2 separate regions of the Hordeum vulgare genome follow, and region 1 is linked to region 2. Evidence: chromatin contacts called from public Hi-C data. All regions are on one chromosome and are shown on one strand. Each heading gives the region's core, a stretch centred on a gene start, on an enhancer-like site or on the middle of the called end of the contact. The rest is flanking DNA. Distances are from core to core; before and after follow the strand shown. Region 1 holds the start of LOC123427618. Region 2 holds the start of LOC123427615.

Region 1 (6,113 bases), core at 1,474-3,973, 390 kb after region 2:
AACACCTCGACGATGGCAAGGCGATTGTGCGAGACGTAGACGTGGCCAGGGAGGTGACACTCCTCGAGTCCTACCACTCTGCCCGCGAGATCCGCCTCGACCACTGATGGTATCGCCAGCGTCAGGCGGAATTGAATGAGTTCCGCTTTTAGTTGAAGTGTGTCCGAAATGTAATGAATTTCGTCATGTTTATATGAAACCCGTCACTTTTTCATGAATCTCTTATGATTTATTTGAAAATACGTCGTGTTGGCATGAATTTTTTTCTTGTTAGTTCAATTAGTTGTTAAAATGTATGCGGGCAGTGTTAGATGGCAAGCTCTGATATCTTGTCAATGAACACAGTTCAAATAAAAAATATATTTGGAGAAGGGAAATAGTGACTAGCTTTGGAGATGTCCTAAGCTCTCTTCTCATAGTAAAATTTGAATCACTCATGTCGTATGCTCAAAAAAGTGACGACCCTCTCCTGCTATATACTTTTATTTATGAACCAGATGGAGTGTGGCGATTTGGCTCTTGGTGGAGGCTGAATTATTTGAAAAAAAATCAAAATTCAAACTTTTCAGTTTTAGAAAAATCTAAATAAATAATAGTATTATACAAGTAAACAAGGATGTTATGTGTATGTGTGTAAAAATTCAGGATGAAATACTTTGAAATATGATCTAGACAGAAAAGATAAATTCATAGCCTGGTAGGATGCATATTATCATGCGTTAAAAAGTTTTTTTTTTTTGCATAACCCTAATTTCAACGTATTTCGTTCTAAAAATTTACGCACTTGTGCATTATGTCTCCATGCATATCTATACGTTATCTCAAAATTAATTGAAATGTAAAAATATGGATTTTGAAATATTTCAAAACTGACCTCCATGGAGCTTGCCTTTGAACGGGATTTTCGAACCATTTTTTAGAAACAGTTTCGAAGCAGATGTAAAATATTGAGCTGATTTCTGACCTGTGAATCACTGGGCCTCATGGGCCAGGTAGCAGGCATGCAGTATGAGCCATTAGGCCTCATGGGCAATTCAGGCAAGTTAAACGTTCTCTCTCTCTCTCTCTCTCAATAAAAGGCAGTAAATGTGTTTCTAAAAAAAAAGGGCAGTAAATATAATCCATTTCTCAAAAAAGAAGAGGTGAATATATATAAGCCTTGTCTTGAGAGAGAAAAGAAGGCAGTGTGTAATTCGAAACAGTCAACAGATCTGGCGTTGGAAGAGGCGAGGGAAGCGGAGACGCGGCACTCGCGAGCGGCGCCCCCTTGCAGTGCGTGAGATTAGAATAGAATCAGCTCCATGCATCACTCGTCAGAAGAGGCCAGTCTGCGTCCATTCCTTGGTCTTGCTGCCATTCCTAATCGCTCCTCCCCCTGACATGACATGTCGCCCGTCGACGGCGCCGTGAATCTCGTCGCCGACATGAATGCGTAGGCTGGGACGGACGAGGAGAGGACACCGTCGACTCGACTGCAGCCAGAGAGGTACGGCGCCGTGCCCGTCCTGGCTATTCATTCACCGAGACGAGCAGGGGGATCGGGGTTTGGGTGGGAGACGCTGCATGCATGCAGTTTTTCATAACCGGATCTTCGTGCTGTATATTTCTTCTGCCCCTTGAATCTGCAGCTGCAGCTGCAGCAGCAACCGGCCTAGCGCGCGGTCCAGCCCACGTCTCTTGAGGCGCTCGGCTCGACGCACAACAGGGAAAAGGCGTGGTAGCACGTGGCCCTGGCCGTGGCCTGGCTCAGTGCCAGTGCTAATTCAAAGCGTAAACACGCTGCTGCTAATTACGTGATCTCTCATGCATCAGCCGTATCACTGTATCTGAATGCTGTGATCGATGCAGCTAGTAGCTAGCTTGGATTACGTTACGGGTGAGGCGAGGGAATAGGATTCCTTCCTGCTGCTGCCCATCTTATCTCTCTCTCGGATCCTTTCGGTGGCTCCGAGTCAAGGATCTCATTCGTCTGGCCAGATTTAGTGATTCGTGTGACGATGATGATGATGATGGTGATGACGGTGATCCTTTGTCATCCGCGCTCATGGATGGATGCAGAATGCAGGCGCCACCTCGATGTCTTGCGAGGGTTCAGAGACGCCAATAATTGTGTGGGCATCGGAGGCCGGCCACGGCTCACGCGCAGGCACGACAAAGCTCGCTCCGGCCAGTCGGTCAGCTAGACCGCCTAGACGCCTTAGACCTGCATTGTTAAAGGAAAGCAGAGGAGAGGATGATGCATACTACCACTAATTCTTAGTAAATGCCAACAGTGAAGCCATGCCATGCACCCATGCAGCTAGAAGCACAAGAAATTCCCGCCAAAAAAGAAAGAAAAGGACACCTTGTGTGTCGACACATGCCTCGTTTACGCGGGCAGTAAAAACCGCCCGGCCAGCAAGTCAACAATCAAATGAAGGACAGCGAGTGAGCAGGGGAGCGAAGAAAGGAAGAAATGGCTCCACCTCCATCACCTCCATTCCATTCCATCAGCCATCACAGGTCACACGACGACTTCCCTTCCCTTCCCGCGCCTTGTCCAGTAGCGGCCGTGGCGCGAGCGCGAGGATGGACGCCATCATTATCCACACCCACACCCACACCCACACCGAGCAGCCCGAGAGAGCGGACAGTTGGGCGACACTGTCACAGTCCACGCATGAGCGAGCGTCGCCTTCACCTCACGGAATCACGAGACGACGGGGAGGAGAGCCTCCCGCGCGCGGCATCTGTCAGATCGGGCCGGTAAAACAAACAAAGAAACAAAGGGCAGGGGGGCGCCTCCTTTGCTGTCCTCCTCCGGCTCCTACTCCTCCCGACTCCCAGTGCGTCGTGCTCCTGGTCTTCCTCCTCCCGCTGTCATTCTTCCCTCCCGGTCCAGGCTCTCCCCCTTCTCCTCTCCCCGACCACCTGGCCTCTGCGTGCGCGGACCCCATCCATGGCCGCCTCACCGTAGCCTTGGCCGGTGATAAGGTCAGTGCTCCTGCTCTGCTCTGCTCTGCTCGGCCTCCTCCTCGTTTTTTGCCGGATTCGCTCCTTCTTCTTCTTTTCCTTGCTGATTTTCTCTTTCCTCGATGGATCCCCCGTGCTCTACGGGGAGGCCAGCGTTCCGGCTACGATTGCGTGCCAAGAGCATGCGCGTGTTCTTGTTGTTCCAGGTAGCAGCATGCCAACACGCCGAGGTTTTCTGCGCTTGCTGCCGTGCTGCTTGGCTTGGTAGAATTAAATACTACTCGTGGTGATTTGCGTGAGGTTTTGGATCTGGATTCCGGGACCCTGCTGCGACACCCTCGTGGTTTCCGTGTGATTACGATCAGTAAATCGTTTGCGTCTCCCCTCGTTAAAGAATCCAGAGACAGAAACGCCATCCTTTCCAGTGCAAAGTAGAATAAGATAACTAGTACTACTGGTATCGCTCAGCTCTTTGCTCCCCCCTTCCCTCTCTTCATGATTTTCTCGTGGTCAGCGCTTTGTGCCGGGACCTTGAGCTGCTTGCTAATCTCCCCAGCAAGAGTTCCTAGATCGGTTAGCTTTGCTGAGCTTGAGGCTTGTGCTATCTCCGGTGCATGTGCGTGTGTGTGGTCAAAAATGGATTTTATTCTTCTTTCTTCGCGAAACAAAGAGAGATTTTATTCAACAGAGGTAGCAGCAATTGGACTTGGGACATGGGGCGCAATCCACAGATCACCATAGTCATCAGCATCTTAGTAGAAAATACGACTAGTGCTCCTGGTTAAAACAAGGATACTACTACAACCCTTTTAGCTGCTGCACTCTTGAGTTTGTGTGGCTACATCCTTTTATCAAGGACCTGGGATTAGCAAGTTCTGTTAGTAGCTCAACTGAGGTATCTGGTTCAGGAGTGGATTTGAACAGGTTCAGTTCATGCACTGCAAAAGACATTTTCTTTAGTGCCCCCATAAAAGCCTTGTCCCATCAGCTTTCCCCACAGACGGCTTCAGACTGGCAGCTTATTTGTTGTTATTTCAGCAAAGTACATGAATGCTTGACTGCATGTTATGGCAGCTCCATGTGTTGATGTGCTTCATCCAGATGCTTACCATTTCCTTGCATGATTTAGGATCTTTTAGCCTGACAGGATACCGTGTCCTGCACTGCCCACACGGGATCATGGTATGGAAACCTCAAATTATTAATTTCCTTTTTAGGATATAAATACAGTAACTATTAGTAATATTTCGCAAGGTTGCTTAACTCCTACTTCTTGCTTACCTGCTTAGGTTGATACCAAAAGAGAGCCTGCCGGAGAGGAGTTACCTGATGGCTGGCTGATAGAGTACAGGCCTAGAAAGACTCGGCCTGGATCTAGGGTCAGGAGGGACAAGGTGCAGTATGTTTCCCTTGGTTAAATTGTGGAAATATTTCGAGTAGTAAATTCCAGTTTTTACTAGCTAGTCGTGAACTCGTGAAATTGTAAAAGCTTTTACCCTGTTAAAAACTTAAAATCCTGCTACCACTTATTTGTGATATTGCGACAACTTTTACTCTATTTTACTATTTTACCAAGCGGATAAGTTAGATCCACTTGTTAGGATGGCATAATAGCTGTGTGGACAGACAACTAGGACACAAACTCATTAGGATCGCATCAAATTATGTCAAATCTCTCAAATTTCATCAAATTAAGCTAAGCACTATGGAATTGTGTCCACTTTGGCGAATAGGTTTCAACTAGCTGCACCGTGCTGCTCCCTCACCACATTGTATACCCCTGTGGAACATACATGCCCGAGTTTCTGACTAGTCAGCTGCCACATCATCCTGACACATGGGTTCACCTTGTCAGTTTGAGTAAAATAAATAAAAATGGGGTAATTACAAGATCACAAGTAAGGAGTTACATGTGGTAAGGTTTTTTTAAATAGGGTAAATGCTGCCACAAAGTGGTGACTACGGGGGTTGGTCAAAGTGGAATTTACTCGAACCATTCAACTTGGTGCGTTTATGTTTCCTTTCTGATGCCTCTTGTGGTGACTACGGGGGGTGGTCAAAGTGGAATTTACTCGAATTATTCTACTCGGTGCGTTTATGTTTCCTTTCTGATGCCTCTTGCAGTCTTGTTTCCACAAAACAAAAGCTACAAAGATCCTAAAAAACAAGTGTTGGTACTTGGTAATGATTTGGTATTAAAACAAGAACTCCTCATTTGCAGTTGGATTTGTGCAGTTTTCTTTAGTATAGCTTAGACTAGCATTGACCGTTCCCTTTTCATACTGGGAAAAAAAACTTTACTTTTTCATTAGCATTCTTCTTGTCAGTTTATTTTGATAAAATATTCTGGTGATCTACATGCATATTGAATTGTTGTTTGCCAACTGTATGTATGAGTAATGCGGTGAATATTGAATATTTTTAATCGACTTTGACACAAAATTTCATTGAACCAAATTTAATCAAATGTGATAAACCATGTTCTTGTCATGGTATGACAATGAACAATGAATTGAAAGCAACCTCATTCCTAACACACGAAGATACATGCCATTTTGACCAAATGAATGCCTAATGAGTTGTTAGTGGTTCAGTTCTATGTAGACAACAAATAATTGGAAATAACTACTTGAGTCGTTTTCTTAGGACAGCTTCTAGGCTCTAGTTTCCCTCCTAATGGTATGACCAATTTATGTTTGACTTTGACATCATTCTGTTTATTGTCTACTTAACGCTCTGTTTTGTAGTTGTACTGTTGTAGTAATCTAATCATTTGATCTATACAGTTCTACATTGATCCTACAAATAGCTATGAATTTCGTTCTCTCAGAGAGGTTCACCACTACCTCGAATCTCAAGATACGAATGATAGCGTTGTGACTCCAAACAAGAGAAAAAATGAGGACCGGCGGATTTCAGGGGAAAAATCTCAACATGTATGTTCCTTCTCTTTTCATATTTCTTATTTGACTTTTTCCTACATGTTAAACATCTCGGATCGACTGATTATTCAATTGATAAAGTAAAAAACGTTAAGAAATGAAAAAGGAGTTTTCTTTTCGAGAGTGGGTGTTATAGATGCAATGGTGGGTGCTTGAGTTTGGGGTTTACCTAATTATGCATCTCAAAAAAATCATACATGTGCATCATGTTATAACACA
Region 2 (5,758 bases), core at 735-3,234:
TGGTAGGTCGAGGAGGAACAGGTGGGATGGGTCTTAGGAGCCACGCTGAGCAGCGAACACCTGATCGTCCGTTCGCTCGGAAGCCATGCTATAGGGCCTTTTTGCATTAGATGAATCATGCTAAATAGAGCTCATACAACATCCAAACAGACAGGGCCGGCCCTAGGGGGCGGGGGGCGGCCGCCCCGGGCCTCCAATATCATGGGGCCCTCTCCTACCTAACCAAGTTTAGGTACGCTAAGTAATCTGGGCCTTGCTGGGTGAGGCGGAAAAAAAATGCAAACTGGGCTAACTGAAATCGCAAAAATATGTGCTTTGGCATCCTATACACGTACTTTATAACCCTCCAATGGATCTAGGTTTGCGTGTGAATTGCCTTGGGTCCCTCATCTCTATCTCCACTAATCACGATTTGTAAAGTCGCCTGAGCCACCGAGCGCCGAGCGCTGGCCGCGGCCACCAGCGGAAGCAGAATGCCTATCGTTCACATGGTATCTCGGTCCTGGCCATCCACACAATCGTTGATTTCAAATAAGGTAGCCTATTATAGGCCTGTTTGGTTCATGATTAACTTTGTCACAATTAATCTTAGGTAAAGTGTGGCTGCCATAAAAAGTATGGCTAATAAAATGAACACCACAAGTGTGATAAGATTTGGCAAAAAATTAAGTGTATGATATGTGAACCATATAACTAGAAAAATGTGACAAGCCACAAGTGTGGCAATGAACCAAACGCATGCCTAAGGTATTGTGGCATGACTATGGTTAGGCGTGGCAACCTTAGGCTGGAAACCAAACAGCCCCTATGTCTTAGTGATTTTGTCTTATGTTCTTTCTTATAATTTTGCCATACGACCTTGTGTTAAGTTTTTAATTAGTACTTGTCTCTTTAAAATTTTAGATCTGATATATCCTGTGGCGAGAAAAAAAGCGATGAAAAAAAGATTAGATGAGTTGATAGCATCATAGAGATAGTTGTGGATGAGCAAACTAAGGCAAATCAAGAGATGATGACCATATAGAAGTCAATGTTGACATTGCAGAATGTTTAAAGAAAGTTCTAAGGTAATACTACAAATGGGTTTTGTAACATTTCATATATCAAGAAAACATTTGATGTACTTATCATTTCATCCATCTCTATATGTAAAAAGAATGAAGGTTATGTGTTATGTTTGTCCTTCGTCTAACCTTTCTATGGTCTCTCTTGGTTTTGTTTATCTCTCTACCATCTTTGATATTTTTTCATTGATTTTATAAAAAAACACTTGAACCTTTTCAATGTATTACTCCCTCCGTTTCTAAATATAAGACCTTTTAGAGATTTCACTATATACTACATACGGATGTATGTAGTCATATTTTAGAGTGTAGATTCACTCATTTTATTTCGTATGTAGTCTATAATCAAAATTCTAAAAGGTCTTATATTTCGGAACGAATGGAGTATTAACTTATTAACATCTCTACTATTTATAAAGAATGAAATGTCCGGTTTTAAATTTGTCCTTAGTCCAACCTCCTTATGCCTCCTCCTTATTTTCATTTTATCTTTTATATTTGGTTTTTTCACATTTTTTTCTTAAAACCGCCTAGCTGACCCACGTTTTACTGAGGCCATATTTTGCAAGATAATTAGTATCGTCATTGCAATGCCCAAATAATTTATTTAGTATGCTAATAAAAAGGCCTTGTCTTTTTTTCTTTTTTGCCCCGGGCCCGTAAAATTTTAAAACCGATCCTGCAAACAGATAAAAATGGATCGAAAAGCAAACTGCTGGTGCAGTGGTACACCCTTTGCAGGCTAGCAAACACACCCTTGTAGGGTTCGGCTCCGTGCCCCCAACCCCCATCCATCTCGCCACCTACTCCATCGAGACCCGACGACCCCGAGGCATCCAAGGCCGATCGCCGCCGCCGCGCCCTTCCTCCCTCTCCCCATCCCCGAGCAGCTCCTACCAACTCCGGCCGCGCTCATAACCGACCCAGGTTCGCCGCCACCCATCTCCTCCTCCATATCAGATCCGCCGCTCCCACCTTCCGCCGCGGCGTTGACCACCCCCCGCGACGACCTCGTCCCCCGCCGTGCCGAGGTGTCGCGCCGCCAGACCCCTCCAGCGGAGGAGGTCCTGGGTGCAAGTGACCTCGGATGGCCAAGGCCGCACGCGTGGACGCCGCCGGCGAACTCCTGGACGACCTCCTCCTCCTCGTCTTCGAGCGCTTGCCGGGCGTCCAGGACCTCCTCCGCTGCGCAGCCACGTGCAAGCAGTGGCTCTGCCTCATCACCGACCCGGTCTTCCTCCGACGCGTCGGCCTCTGGCCGGAGACAGCGCCCCGCCCCTCGGTCCTCGTCGGCATCTTCTACCAGAACGTGGTACCGCCCAGCGCGATTCAGCCCCTGGCAAGGATACCCGACAGTCCTCCCCAATTCTTGAGCCTTCAGGCCGGCGGCGCCCATCTTACCTTCGACTCTTTCGTCTCCAACAACGATGGGCTCTTCAACTTTGCAATGCCACTGGCATCGCGCCGTGGCCTTCTCCTCGTGGGTACCTTGCTGCCTATCCCGATCGACAGCCAACCACGTGAGAAGCTCCATCTTGCGGTCTGCCGCCCTCTGATCGATAAGCAGGGTAGGCATCTGCTCCCACCGCCTGCAAACCGTGAATTCATCATCGGGCACCGCCTAACTGGGTTTGCTCTTCTCACCGATGAGGACCACCGTGCCATTGATGATTTGGATCAGCAACGACGGCAACCGTCGTTTCAAGTCGTCTTGACTTACTCAGCCGCCAACAGAGTCATGTATGTCTATACCTACTCCTCTGCCACGGACACTTGGAGCACACCCATCGAGTGCCACCAGGTTTCACACCTCGTGAGGTGTGGACCGTGTGCCGGCGTCGTCACCTGCGGCACCGTGCACTGGCTGTTCACAGACCAGAGAAGCTTCTACACACTCAATGTGAATGTCGCCACGGCACATGTCTCTCTGACCAAGATCCCCATCAACGTCCACGAGGGCGAGCAGCGGCGGCGAGTGCCGTTTCCATGTGTCACCCGAGAAAGAAAGCTTTCTTTTGTGATCATACGAGAAGATGGTGTGCTAGAGCTTTGGGCCAAGCAAGACAATGATCATGGCGGCGAGGCCGGTGCAGGAGGGTGGTTGCGCTCTGACCTGATAAATCTAGGAAGCGGTGATAAAATAAACCTTGTCTTCTTCGCGGAGACGAGAGGTGCCATGCTCGTCGAGCAAGGCGGTACTTTCTTCACCATTGATCTCAAGAGTAAGGAAAAGGCGTTGGTCGATCTCAAAGGCAAGGAAATGGAGCCTGTCAGGGGCATCTGCAGGTTTCCGATGCATCGCTGTAGTAGTAGCTGGTGTAGTGGATTCCTCTGCAGCTGGGGGAAGGTTAGTCCTTGCACGTATAACAAGCCTGTGTTGTACGAGGTGGTTGGGTATTTGAGGCAAGATGAGGGCAGATTAAGTCAGACAATTTCCAAAGAACATGTACATACATCATGTAGGATTTAATGGTATGATTCCCAATAGATCGTGGGTGCTGGAATCAACGCAGAATAATGCACTGGGATAACATGTGTAAATTCCTCCTGTTTTCATTCCGACCGTTCTATTTATAGTTCAGTAGAACTTAAAGTTTCTGTGATGTTGTTTTTCGTGTGGAATTGTGCTGTGGAAAATTGTTCACGAGTAACTACAACTGCCATGTGTTTATCAGTGCCTCACTGTAATTTCATCGATATCGTGAATTATATATATTGTATATCTCATTATTGATTTGAGCAATGTGTTTAACTTTGACATGGCAACTATGGAACAGTCTTTGTCTGCTGGTTGTTTGGCTGTGAATTGGCCAAAATATGACCTGAGTTGGCATGCCATGATCTAACACAAGCACAGTGCTAGCCCAATCTGGCTAACACAACCAAACTTGGATCGGTGATGCCTGCAAGTTGAGGCTACAACATGTAAGTACACTTAAAAAATAAGCCAAAGAGAACATCTAGTAGAAATGATCACTGTATTAGTCTGCAGATGTTGCACAAAGAAATATACCCAGCAACTGAAGCTTTCTTTTTGGTCGTCTTCGGTTGACACTAGTAGAGGTTGTTTTTATCCATCTGTAAGGCTAAAAGCATGTAAGTTGTCAACAGTCTTAATGCTTCAGTTAATTGTTATACTAATTGATCATCTGTTTCACTTCCGTCAGGTCGTCAACAAGGATGCAAATCTACGGAAAAAAAAGGGATGCAAATGATGTACTATGACAGAAGAAGCTGGATTTGCCAGACCAGTCTGGTGAAGAGTAGGAAGAAGAAAGAACAAACTGATGAAATGGGTGTACCGAGTTGTCTGAAAATACTGTTGATGCTGAATAAAATCGCCTCTCAAGCACAGTATTCTTGCTATGTCTTACTGTATTTTCAAGCCTTGTTGCATATAGCAGAGTGGGTAAAACAAAGCAACGCCGTCAAGGTTACTGGTTGTTTTGAGTTTTGACAACCGGACTATCTCTTCCCCTGAATTTTTACTTCTCTAGCACCCTAAGCCATCTGATCTAAAGAACCCGAATGAAGTATATGTAAGCTTGCACTGCTGACTACGCATGCATATGCGACTATGTTCCAATCAGGTCAGTAGTTCAGTTTGTTCCTTGGTTCTGACCACACCAACCCCAGGTAATTTTATCTTGGATCCCGTCAAAACAATTTTCCTTCAACTAAGCAAATATCGACAGAATCGCCAGCTCTCGTAGTAAAAGCATCCAATCCAATGTAGAAAAACTGAAGGGCATGGCTCAGTCTGGCTGCAGGCGGGAGTATATACATGGCCGTCCCACCTTTAACCCACTTGATCCCACTACGTTTGGTGGAGGTAATCGGGCATTCCGTACACAAAATTAACTGAGCACAAGTGGGATCCCACTTAGCAAACTTGATGAAAGCATCTTCAAATTGAAGATGCATATGTGAAAATAACTATTTTTTGCATCTCCAAAGGCCTAAAACATCGCCTCAATAGATGATGTAGATATAAAAGAATTACATCTTCGTTTTTCAGAGATGTAAACTACAACACCTCGTGATGTAAATTTACATCTCCGCCTATAAAAGATGAAAAATTGGCGGTCGCGCGCCAACCGTCAACTGCCTTTTATTTTATTTCCCTCACCACATCCCTCTTCCTCCCGGTTGTCGACCGCACCATCGTCGTCGTCCGACAGCCACCTCTGGCCCCTCCGCTTCCCCATCCGCCATACCTACGCCGTCGCCCCGACTCCTCTCACATGTCATCGCTTTGCCTCCCGCCGCCGCCTCGATCCCCACTGTCGTTGCCAGCTCCGCCCCCTCCCACGCCGCCCAACCCGCGTTCGACCACGTTTCGTGTCCCTCGCCGCCGCCCCGACTTTCCTTCGGCCTCGCCCCTCCTCTGCCCCGATGCTCCTTCGGCCTCTCTCCGCCTCCCGCCGCCGCCTCGATCTCCACTGCCGTTGACAGCTCTGTCCCCCTCCCACGCCACCCCAACCTGTGGGGACCGGATTTTCGGAGATTTTAATTTCCTTTCAAATGGCCCTTAAGTATACCAGCCCCACGAATACCGTTAGCTGGCACACCCTTCCTTGATATAAATGTCCAAGCAAAATACACATTGAGGTACATGACCAATGTGTTGGGGAACGTCGCATGGGAAACAAAAATGTTCCTACGCGCACGAAGACCTATCATGGTGATGTCCA

The links. A called contact is a pair of places that touch in the nucleus more often than the background predicts.
Region 1: a contact with region 2 is called in a Hi-C map of seedling, with 3 times the contacts expected there. The contact joins the promoter of LOC123427618 here to the promoter of LOC123427615 in region 2. A contact is called at or near these places in 2 of 6 Hi-C or Micro-C datasets (leaf and seedling) and 1 of 1 datasets of contacts at active chromatin or transcription factors (embryo).

Annotation. Positions count from the first base shown.
Region 1 is chr2H:601,387,831-601,393,943 of MorexV3_pseudomolecules_assembly, forward strand. It overlaps LOC123427618, which reads left to right and starts at 2,724. Exons shown (of 5, transcript XM_045111697.1): 1 at 2,724-2,973; 2 at 4,082-4,134; 3 at 4,242-4,346; 4 at 5,739-5,888. The coding sequence starts at 4,132.
Region 2 is chr2H:600,999,578-601,005,335 of MorexV3_pseudomolecules_assembly, forward strand. It overlaps LOC123427615, which reads left to right and starts at 1,985. Exons shown (of 1, transcript XM_045111695.1): 1 at 1,985-3,667. The coding sequence starts at 2,152. The coding sequence ends at 3,534. LOC123427616 (a long non-coding RNA gene) reads left to right here and starts at 1,733. Exons shown (of 2, transcript XR_006622415.1): 1 at 1,733-1,991; 2 at 4,232-4,430.